Linked DNA regions of Sus scrofa: region 1 is linked to region 2. Evidence: chromatin contacts called from public HiChIP or PLAC-seq data. All regions are on one chromosome and are shown on one strand. Each heading gives the region's core, a stretch centred on a gene start, on an enhancer-like site or on the middle of the called end of the contact. The rest is flanking DNA. Distances are from core to core; before and after follow the strand shown. Region 1 holds the start of MTG1 (mitochondrial ribosome-associated GTPase 1). Region 2 holds the start of ADAM8 (disintegrin and metalloproteinase domain-containing protein 8).

Region 1 (5,639 bases), core at 244-2,743, 140 kb before region 2:
GGTCAGGGGGTGAGAATCGAAGTTCTAACCCTCCCACCTCAGGCTGGCTCCCCCCGCAACCAGCTCCCCCTCTAGGATGACCTAGGATCTTCTCAAAATCACCTCATTAACATAAGAAAAGACACTCTATGCTCCTCACTTGGGAAATCCTTGAGTTTTAAGAGCTCTGGGCCAGAACAGGACAAAGGCAATGTCACAACCACCAAAGGATATCCGGGCGTCGTGGACCTCGAGGATACAGTCCACCAGCTTTAGGCTGCTCTGCATCTTCCTCAGCCCTGGGAAAGAGAAAGAGGACGCTTAAGGGAGGCATGGCCTTTTAACACCAGTAGAGGAATTAAGTCGAACTGTCAACAATGACACATCAGGAATTCCCGTCATGGCTCAGTGGTTAAAGAACACAACTAGTATCCATGAGGACGTGGGCTCGATCCCTGGCCTCGATCAGTGGGTTAAGGATCCAGCGTTGCCCTAAGCTGTGGCCTAGGCCAGCAGCTACAGCTCCAATTCGACCCCTAGCCTGGGAACCTCATATGCCACAGCTGCGGCTCTAAAAAGACAAAAAAAAAAAAAAAAAAAAAAAAAGAATGACACGCCATCATAAACGACCTAAAAAGAATACATCTCGGTGCAGTGCTCTAAGAAACAATAACTTATAACTATTTGCTGAGCACCTCCTTCAAATTCAACCCTAGGGGCTCGGGGGCAGGGGGAGAGCTGCTCAGGTCCGGACCTGAGGGGCAGCTGCACATCACAGGGTGGGGCCAGAGCCTGTCCGCCTCCACCGCTTCCACAAGTGGGCGACGCTGGGTGCAGTATTTAAGCTCTGCGCGGAGCGCTCAGCACCGAGCCCTGCAGAGCAGGCGCGCCGGGAATCACGCACAACGCACACACTAAACCGCAGAAGGAGCGGGCAATCCGACACGGTGAGACCGGCTGGACCCCTGCCAAACGTCTTCCTGGGGCCAAATTCTGACAAATGAACGGAAAGGTATTCCCAGAGGGATTTAGGTAGAGGACAACAACGACTCGACCTAAGTCTCAAAGGTGTTGGGTGATTAAAAAGCTGACTACAACTTCGAAAGTGCCTTCGCACCCCTACTTCATTTAGTTCTCAAAATGTTCAGGAAATTACATCTTTAAGCGCATACTTGGGAACCGAAGCTTCGGGAACCGAGCGGCAGAAGGGCCTTGCCGGGCACCAGGCACCAGGTCCCCGCAACCCCCGCCCGCCCCGCTCCAGGGAGATCCACGAAGAGCCGGGTAGACGGTGCGGCCCGCAGCGGCCCGCCAGACCTTACCCTTGGCCATGTGGCCTGGGAACCAGCGCGCCACGTCGCGACCGCCCACGGGAAAGCTCTCCCGAAAGGCGGCCCGGCCGGCGGCGCACAGCGCGCGCGGGGTCAACTGCATGGCGCCGCGGACCGCTCCCGGCGACGGACTCCTCCGGCCGGCCCGAGACCCGGCACAAGCGTTCCGGGCTCCAAGCTTCCGGGGGCGGCCCGCGCGTGCGCACAGCGCTGCCGCCGGCGGAGGGCGGAGCTCGGGGGCGGGCTCCGAGCCAGGCGTGGGCTTGTGGGATGCCGGGAGGTTTTAGGGGTCTTGAGCTCAATAACATTCCTTAAATTAAAACTTCCTCGGTCGGGGAGTTCTGTTGTGGCCAGCGGAAACGAATCCAACTAGTGTCCACGAGGATGCGGGTTCTATCCGTGGCCTCGCTCAATGGGTGGGGGATCCGGTGTTGCCTTGAGCTGTGCTGTAGGTCGAAGTTGCGGCTCGGTCCCTCGTTGCTGTGGCTGTGGCGGTGGCATAGGCTGGCAGCTACAGCTCCGATTGGCTGCCTAGCCTGGGAACTTCCATAGGCTGCAGGTGCAGCCCTAAAGAGCAAAACAAACAAAAAAAAAACGCTCCTAGTTCTTCCTTAAGCCTATGCTAAGTAACAAAATTTAGCAGTCTGCTGTCAATGTTTGGTTCCTTTTACAAACTTGGTTAAAATTTTTCAGATTTTTAAACTTATAAAGGAGTATTCTCTTTCCTTTTCAAGTACTTTGGGCTTTAATGTTACAAACCTTTCGTAAATGCCAACTGCAGTTCTGCTAAATTAGGCCTGTGAATGCTCAATGCCTGTTATTCTCTTCCCTGTTCCAATGCTCCATATCAATGTGGTTGGCTTTTAACTTTCAGTTGGAAGTCTGAGCAGTTACTTGACTGCATTTTGTTACAAGAATACCACACGAATGGAATCTCTAAAACCACCACCCAAAATTCCAAAGATGCTCAGATTATCAGCACGAGGATGTTATTACGGTCATTTTGAAGTCCCTAAACCTTCTCGTACTCAGGGCTAACCTGTCCTGGGGTGGAGACCATCCCTCTGACCTAGAGAGCACCTGACTCAGGAACCCTTGGATGCCAACAACACAGACTCTGTGCCGAGAGAAGCTACCCTCGTTCATGGTCCTAGGACCAAAGAACTGAAAAAAACCCTGCTGGAGTTCCCGCTGTGGCTCAGAGGAAATTAATCTGACTGGGATGCGGTTTCAATCCCTGGCCTCATTCAGTGGTCAGGGATCCAGTGCTGCCATGAGCTGTGGTGTAGGTCACAGATGCAGCTTGGATCCCACATTGCTGTGGCTGTGGCGTAGGCTGGCAGCTGTAGCTCCAATTTGACTCCTAGCTTGGGAACTTCCATATGCCTTGGGTGTGGCCCTAAAAAGAAAAAAGAAATAGAAATTTTAAAAAACCCTGCTGAGGGAGCTCCCGTCGTGGCGCAGTGGTTAACAAATCCGACTAGGAACCATAAGGTTGCGGGTTCGGTCCCTGCCCTTGCTCAGTGGGTTAACGATCCGGCGTTGCCATGAGCTGTGGTGTAGGTTGCAGACTGGCGGCTCGGATCCCATGTTGCTGTGGCTCTGGCATAGGCCAGTGGCTACAGCTCCGATTCAACCCCTAGCCTGGGAACCTTCATATGCCACAGGAGTGGCCCAAAGAAATAGCAAAAAGACAAAAAAAAAAAGAAAGAAAAAAAAAAAACCTCTGCTGAATTCTGGATTCCTCTCACAACTGTCTGACCGGTAGGTGCCTCAAACAAGATAACTCCAGGGACACAAAGCAGCAGACACACGACTTCTGAGGTCAGAGGGCATTTTGACCTAAGACGAGTTGATAAGGTGCCAGGCTGGAGCACTGCTATGGTCCAGTAGGCACCACGGCCAAGAATCTGGCCTCCTGAAGCTGGAGAGGAGCCCAGAGGCCTTTCTCCAGGCACACATATGCTCCTCAGTCAGCAGGACACAGACTGCAGCTTGAGGTCTGAGGAGGGACAGGAGCCACTGACCTCAAGGTGGGTACCAGGCCAGTGAGCCCCATGCCTGCCATGTGCAGTTTCAAGTCTCTGCGGCTCCTGCACCTCCCGCCAACTGTACTGCCTCCCTGAGGTCCTAGAAAGAGGCCCAAGCTCTGCCCTGGCATTGCCTGCCTCACCTCGAGGCCTCTGTCCTCTCCTCAGCTGAGATGAGAGCCATGCAACCCATCCCCTGGGACGCTTTGAGGACACAGTGAGGCAAGATGGGGGCAGCATCCGGGCCCCCCACACCCCCCACTGCCCAGCACACCCCATCATGCTTACGGGGCAGCATCCAGGCCCCCCCACACCCCCACACCCCCAGTGCACCCCATCATGCTTACGGGGCAGCATCCAGGCCCCCACACCCCCACACCCCCAGCGCACCCCATCATGCTTACCCCAACACCGCCCAGGGCACCCTGCTCCTCTGCACCCTCAGGCCTCACTGTTCACTTCCTCCTTCTGCCCTCAATTTAGAACAGGGTACCCCCCACCCCGAGGGGCAGCCAGTGCCTGATGGAAGTGTCTATGGATGAACAAAGGGCGGTCTGTGGGCTGCATCACCACCCGCCCTGAGGACTCAGAGCCCCGGGCATCGCCCCCAGGGTAAGGGGCAAGCACAGGGTGGTGGTGGGGGGGGCAGGTCATGCTGGGGGCACAGGGCCCTGCAGTGACCGGGGCCTGGGGCGGAACGAGGACAGAGCGAGCCTGCCGCAGCTCCAAGGCACAAGGATGACTGGACACGGGGTGCGTTTCCACACTTTATGCTCCGCCAGGCCCATCAGTGGCATCCGGTGTCTCCAGGAAGACTTCGCGATCAGCCCTGGCTGTACTGCAGCGACCTGACCCCTGTGACACTGACACCCCAAATTCCAACCCAGCTGAACCTGTCCGTCAGAGGAAAGGGTGGTGCCAGCCTCCCCGGGACCAGGGGGGCAGAGCCAGGCTCAAAGCCTGGGCCCGGGCCGCTGTGCCTGCAGGTCCCACAGACTGATGAGCCGGTCGGCCTCCCTCCAGCCGGACAGCAGAGCCCCGTGCGTGGTGGAGTAAAATGTCCGGTGTGTGGCTTCCCCCGCAAACAGCACCTGGAGCTGCAAAGAAGGGTGGGCTCAGGGCGGGTGCCAGCGCACGGCCACAACGTCACGCCCCTCCCACCCAGCTGCAGAGCCGGCTTTGGTCCTCCTGCACCCTGCATCCTGATGTGACAAGGAGACAAGGGCAGCACCACAGCGGCTGCCCCAGAAAAGAGCAACAGCAGTGAAGACCCCTCAGACAGCAGGCACGGCTGGACTCCAGCATGACCATGAAACGGAAAACTCATCAGACTGTTCGGGAGACAACACTGAGAACACTGCCCAAAACACAGAGCAGAAAATGAAGAGAAGGCGTTCCCACTGTGGCATGGCGGGTTAAGAACCCAATATAATGTCCACGAGCCTGTGGGTTCGATCCCTGGCCTTGCTCAGGGGATTAAGGATCCAGCATGGCCATGAGCTGCAGCATAGAGCACAGATGCAGCTCAGATCTGGTGTTGCCATGGCTGTGGTGTAGGTTGCAGAAACAGCTTGGATCCTGCATTGCCTGGCTGTGGGATAGGCCTGCGGCTGCAGTTCTAATTGGACCCCTGGCCTGGGAACTTCCATATACTGCACATGCAGCCCTAAAAAGAAAAAGAAAAAAGAAAAAAAAAAACCACAAAAACCCCCCACTACATTGCTATCATTAATAAAATCACTGCAAAAGAAAACCAAAGGAAATTAGGAGGGAAAAGAGAAAATTCAAGGGCCAGCTCAGAAGTCCACCATCCAAACGACAGAAATCCAGAAAAAGAGGAAATTAAAATAGAAAACTGATGAGGAGTTCCCACTGTGGCGGAGTGGGTAAATGGTCCGGCTTCTTGCTGTGGAGATGCTACGTCAATCCCCGGGCCCAGCGCAGTGGATTAAGGATCCAGCACTGCTGCAGCCGTGAGGTAGGTCAAAGCTCCAGCTTGGATTCGATCCCTGGCCCAGGAAGTTCCATATGCCACAGAGATGGCCAAAAAAGGAAAGAAACAAAAACAAAACAAAAATGATAATTCAAGAAAATCCTTTGGCTGTGGCATAGGCGGCGGCCACGGCTCCAGTTCTCCCCCTGGCCTGGGAACCTCCCTATGCCATGGGTGCGGTCCCAAAAAGACAAAGAGACCGAAAAAAAAAAAAAAAAAAAGAAAAAGAAAAATGAAAGTCCCAGCCCTGCCGATGGAGAACATCCTCGAAGCCCTGAGGGTGTGGCTTCCAGCTCGCGCGTGGCC
Region 2 (5,487 bases), core at 478-2,977:
TTCCGGGCGCCCAGTGGCAGGGGAGGCAGGCCAGCTACCGCAGCATGTCCTGCGTCTCAGGAATTTTCACACTGGCCTGTCTTTTTACCTCTTATCACTGAAAACTTCCCAAGACACTTTCTTCTATTAAAAAAAAGAGAAAGGCTGAGCCGCCGGAGGTGGCGTGTCTTGCAGTGCCTGGCCGAGCACGTGGACGCTCCGCAGCTGGCCTCCAGCTTTGAGGCCACCATCACCAAGTTCGATAAGAACTTCTCAGCGCACCTGCTCGACCTCCTGGCCCGGCTGAGCATCTACAGCACCAGCGACTGCGAGCACGGCATGGCCAGCGTCATCTCCAGGTGGGCGCCACGGCCCTCGCGTCCACGCCGCTCGCCATGCACCCTCCGTCACCCAGGGCAGGTGTGACTGGGGCCACATCGGCTCGGCTGAGGCCGCTGTCCTTGGCCTCCTTCCTCTGCTGCCACCACTGCTGGTCACTTGCTGGGGGGACAGCACGTGTACACGTGTGTGTGTTCACGTGTGTGCATTCCCAGATGGGTGTGCTCACACACGTGTGTGTGTTCACCAGTGGGCACCGGGTTGCCCCATCAGTCCCCCAGTTTGTCAGTGCCCCCAGGGCCCTGGTCAACTGCACTCAGCGCTGTGCGCCTGAGCCAGGACCCAGGGCACTAGAAGGGCCCTTTGGCCCTGTTTGCAGGTGAGCAATGAGGTGCTGTCCTGGGGGGAGCGGGGGGACAGGAAGTCGCTGGGAGCAGTTGGGGGGGGGTCCGGTCAGCTCATCCGGTCTGCCTTGCTGGGTGCATGGGGCTGGCTGTGCCTCAGACCAGCACCTCGAGCTGCCGTGACTGTCTGGGGTGCACTTCAGCAACCCTGGGAACGGCCAGCATACAGGTCTGATGCGAGCAGGAGTCCGTAGGGTCTGTGTGGAGAGGACGGGGGTGTGGTGGCTACAGACTGGCCAGCAGGGTTTGTGGGTCCCTGCCCCTCAGGGGGTCGTGGTGGTCTTCTCACTTGAGGGGGGCGCCTGGTGGGGAGGGGCAGCCTGGTGGGCCGCCTGAGACTTAGCCAAGCCTCGGGACCACTCTGTGTTGCCCACAGGCGTCTCTGGGTCCTGGGCCAGGGTTGCAGAGCCCCGCCATCCGGCCTGGAGGCGTCCGTCTCAGCTTAGCGTCCTCCTGTGGCCCAGCTCCCATGCCAGCAACGCTGGGGCAGGCGGAACCCAGGGCCCACGGGTGCTGGCCACCTGAGCACCCCGGCGCCTGGGGCAGAGCCGGCCCTTCGCTGTGGGCCGGAAAGGGGGTTGCCAGCACAGCCCCCAGGGGAGCCCCCGCCCCCATATCTGCAAGGACCCCACTTGCTTCCCCACAGGCTTGACTTTAACGGCTTCTACACCGAGCGGCTAGAGCGCTTGTCCGCAGAGAGGAGCCAGAAGGCAGCCCCCCCAGTGCCCGGGCCTCGGGGGCCCCCAGCTCTAGTGCCCAGGGTCGCCGTCACCGCACAGTGAAGCTGCAGGTGGATGAGTTCAGAGGTCTTTCATCAGGAGTTCCTGGAACTCGTGTGCGTGTGTTCTTGTTTAAGCATAAAGTCTAGAAGCATCTGCACTCATCTCCTGTCGTTTCTCAGGGTTCACACACTCAGACCAGACACTTCTGAGTTGAGCAGAGTCACTTTAAAGAATTTTTTTGGCCTCGAGTAAGACACAGTCAAAACACACAGCATCTGAACAACGTGAGCACGGTCTCCGTGGTGCCGCGGGGGCACCGTCGCAGCCTGGTGCCCACCCCTGTCCCTGTGACTGGGGCAGGGCTCCCTGAGGTCAGCAGGAAGCCCTCAAACTGTGGGCCTGGGTTTGGTCTGGGCAGCAGGGGGCAGCAGAGCCCCTGGTCCTGTAGCTGGAGTGGCCTGGCATGTGAGTCACCTCTGAGGATGGATGAGCTGCCTGGGCCAAGGGCTGTGTCCTGTGGGGCCGAGCCTTGTCCAGCCCTCCTGGGGGCGACCTGCCGTGAATACCTTGGTGCTGCTGTGGGCCCTTCCCAGCCAAGCTGCCTCTTTCCGCTGAATTCCACGTGTGCCATTTTCAAGATTGAGTTCTGACCATCCGCTCCAGGAGGCCCCTGGGCAGATGAGGGTTGATGAGGGTGCCCAAGGACAGGGGTGCCCTGTGGAGGGGATGCCCGGAGCTGAGGGGTGGCTGCAAGCCACAAACTGCTTCCTCTCCTCAGCTGCCGTGTGTGCAGGCATGACTTGTGAGTAAGCAGGCTTATCTGCTGACCGAATTGCTGCAGTCCCAGCTTGTGCAACTCGGGAGCTGAGCACAGATGCCCATCTGACCCCAAGTCCCAAAGCCCCGGGCCCCTGTCCTAGGCTTGGGCAGCGGGGTTTTCTGAGGCACCTCCAGGTTGCACGCGGTGACGGTGGGAGGGAGCGGACTGTGGGCATGGGGTGGAGGGTGGGGGTCCTGGCCACCAGTGTGGCGTCCTTGGTGAGCCGAGTGTCCTGGTCTGGGCAGCTCACCGTGGGTGTTTTTGCCCAAATAGGGGCTTGCTGCTTCGGCACTTCTGCTTTCAGGTGGCATATGTGGCACCAGAGAAGAGAAGTGCAGTTGCCAGGAGGGTTTGCGTGGTTTCGTAACACGCAGTTGGGTGTGAGCTCAGGGACAGGAGCTGCCTGCGCCGTCACTGTGGCCTTGGGGCTTGTCACCTGCGCCCGAGATGCCCCAAAGTGTGTGTGGCCCTTCCCGCCTTGTCTTGCTTTTCTGCCATTCACTTTGGGGGAGATGGTGGGCCGTTGCCTGCCTGGTCTGGAGCCCTGTGGGCCCCACGCCCTTTCACCTGCAGCCTGGACATGGCCCAGGGAGCACATCCAGCAGCGAGGCTTGGGCCCCACCAGCCAGTCCAGCTGCAGGAGGCCTGAATCCCAGGTACCAGGCCAGAGTGGCCCGGGTCAGCGTGTCCACCTACCCCTGCGTTAATTCGGTCCGTGCTTATCAAGTTTTGCTGGACCCTGGATAAGGGACAACACTATCCAAGAGCCGCGGGGGACCAGAAATACACCTGGGAGGCGGGGCGGGGCTGGCCCCCAGGTGCCCAGGCCCCGCCCCTCCCAGCGTCCCTGGAGCCGATTGGCGGCGGGCGGGGGGCTGGCCGCCAGGGCGGGGCGCGCGGGAGTGAGTCCCTGAGCCAGTACTGCGCCGCTGGGCGCGGAACTTCCTCCTCGCGCTCACCGTGAACGACCCCAGACCTCCAGATCCCTGGCCTGGACCCTGGAACCTCGGGCCCTGAGCCTGCCAGGCCCCGACCCTCAGGCCACCTCCTCCCTCGTCCACCCCGTGCCATGCGCGGCCTCGAGCTCCCGCTGCTGGCTTCGCTGTGGCTGCAGGGTGAGTGCTGGGTGTCGGGGTCTGGCTCCTCTGGTCCCCTGGCCCCCTGCGCCCCGCACAGGGCTCTGGGCTGGTCTCTTGGAGTCATTGGAGGCAGAGGTGGCCAGTGGCCACTCAGGGGTGAGGCCCTGGAGACAGAAACTTCAAAAGAGAACTGTGGGGGGAAATGGCCACCTGGGCGTTTCCTGGGCGGGGGGGGGGTGCAGGGACAGAGCAGGGGGGACCAGTTGCTTGGGCTCCATCCCAAGGCCTTGGAGCAGCCCCCGCCTCCACCTGCACCAGGACCCCAGCCTGGCAGGGAAGGGGCACGGGGAGCAGTGGCCTGGTGCTGAGGTGTAGGGGCACCCCAGGGGTTGTCTTGCCACATATGGACCTGCCTCTCCCTTGGGGGGACTGACGATGCGGCTGGCCCTGGGTCCTGAGGTCCTCCTGGGGCTCTGGGGAGAGGGTGCTTTCTGCGCAGGGGCCCTGGGCTGGCCCACCCTCCGGCTCTGACTCCTGGAGGGCTGCCGGACAGTGGTGTTGGAAACACACCACTGACACCTTGAAAGGGAGAAAATAATCATCACCCTTGGTCCTCGACTCTGGCCCTGCTGCTGGTGATGGATACGGGCAGCTCCTAGATCTGGGCTGGGGTGAACCCTACAGGCAGATGCACTTGTGTGAGCGGCTGAGATGAGAGTCTCAGCTCGGAGTGCTGGGCGGGCAGCCCCGCGAGTCCTCGGTTCTGGAGAGGGGGAGGGGCATCCGGTCGCCCCTGGCTCTGGGGGTCGTGTGGTCTTTTGGATGCAGAATCCACCCTGGGGCTGGGGAGCCGGACCTCAGAGTCTGCTGTGCCCGCCCTGTGGTGCCCCCTCTTCACCCTGTAGTCCCGGCGCTGCGGTCCCCATGCTGTCAGGCGATTCCCCAAGAGGAGGGCAGGGCCCACAGCCACTGGGAAGGGACCCCCCAGGGCAGCAGGGCACTGTGCTCTGAGTGACACCCTCTCCGGCAGTGGTCGCCCCCAGGGCTGCCCTGCCCCACCTGGAGCAGTACGAGGTGGTGTGGCCCCGGCGCCTGCCAGGACCCCGCGCCCGCCGAGCCCTGCCCTCCCCCTCGGTAAGTCTCGGCAGAAGGCCCGCCCAGGGGTTCCCTTCTGGGAGCCCATCCAGTGAGTGGCCGCCTTCAAGGCTGAGGGCTGGGCAGGCCCCTTAGGGCAACAGAGCCCACTTGGGGGGTCTCTGCCAAACTGCCTTGCCCCTTCGTCCCCCAGGCCTCACCTTCCCCCGCCCCGCCTCGGGGTGGCATCCGCTGGGGCCGTCCAGTCTTCTTTCAGGAGCCCTGCGGGCGGGGGCCACTCCCCAGTTTCACTCCTGCGCTAAGTCAGATTCCTCTTAGACTGACTTACACTTTGGCGCTGGGCGGGATTCCCTGGGGCTGCCGGGGGGCATTCCTGAGACCCGCCCGTGAGGACGGGCAGCACCCCCCTCCCACCGTCCTGACCTCCATGTCTGAGGCAGAGCCGCCGGCGGCCCTGGGCCCCAGCCCACCCTACGGGCACAGCACAGGCCTCCTGAGGGGCAGATGCAGGCTGGAGACGCCCCCCTGCCCAGCCCCGGGCTGGAGGGGGCAGGGCCTCGTGGGGGCAGGGTCACCCCCGCCCCCTGGGCCGCCAGCTTCCAGAGGCTGCCCGTCTGGCGCTGTGTCCCCTCCCCTTGCTTCCGGGGCAGGGGTGTCATTCTCCTGGGTGGGCTTATGGGAAACCAAGGCGGCCCCGCCGGCCCCGCCCCTCCAACCCGGGCCCCGCCCCCTCTTCCTGGCCGGCGCTGAGCGCCCCTCCCTGGACGCCCCCTTCCCCGGCTCAGGGCCAGTACCCAGAGAGCGTGAGCTATGTCCTGGAGGCCAGAGGGCACGCCTTCACTGTGCACCTTCGGAAGAACAGGTGAGCAGGGGACTAAGGCCCCAGGCTGGTCCCACGCCTCCCACACACGCCTGAGTCCTGGGTGTCTGGCTCCCTGGCCCAGCCTCCCCTCCAAGCCAGAAATGGCTTCTGGGGGCGCCCTCTGGGGGAGGCAGGCAGGGCCCAGGGGCCACAGCAGCTCTTTTCCAGGGACCTCGTGGGCTCAGGC

Evidence for each region. HiChIP or PLAC-seq counts read pairs in DNA pulled down with a chosen protein or histone mark.
Region 1: an H3K27ac HiChIP or PLAC-seq map of alveolar macrophages shows a contact between it and region 2. The contact joins the promoter of MTG1 here to the promoter of ADAM8 in region 2. A contact is called at or near these places in 1 of 5 promoter capture datasets (fetal liver) and 1 of 2 datasets of contacts at active chromatin or transcription factors (alveolar macrophages).

Annotation. Positions count from the first base shown.
Region 1 is chr14:141,368,098-141,373,736 of Sscrofa11.1, reverse strand. MTG1 (mitochondrial ribosome-associated GTPase 1) reads right to left here and starts at 1,493. Exons shown (of 11, transcript XM_003483583.4): 1 at 1,302-1,493; 2 at 214-278. The coding sequence starts at 1,413. It overlaps PAOX (peroxisomal N(1)-acetyl-spermine/spermidine oxidase), which reads right to left. Exons shown (of 7, transcript XR_002338879.1): 7 at 4,095-4,437.
Region 2 is chr14:141,229,968-141,235,454 of Sscrofa11.1, reverse strand. It overlaps ADAM8 (disintegrin and metalloproteinase domain-containing protein 8), which reads left to right and starts at 1,727. Exons shown (of 24, transcript XM_021073932.1): 1 at 1,727-3,379; 2 at 4,374-4,477; 3 at 5,224-5,300; 4 at 5,469-5,487. The coding sequence starts at 3,334. It overlaps TUBGCP2 (gamma-tubulin complex component 2), which reads left to right. Exons shown (of 18, transcript XR_002338877.1): 17 at 138-338; 18 at 1,369-1,601.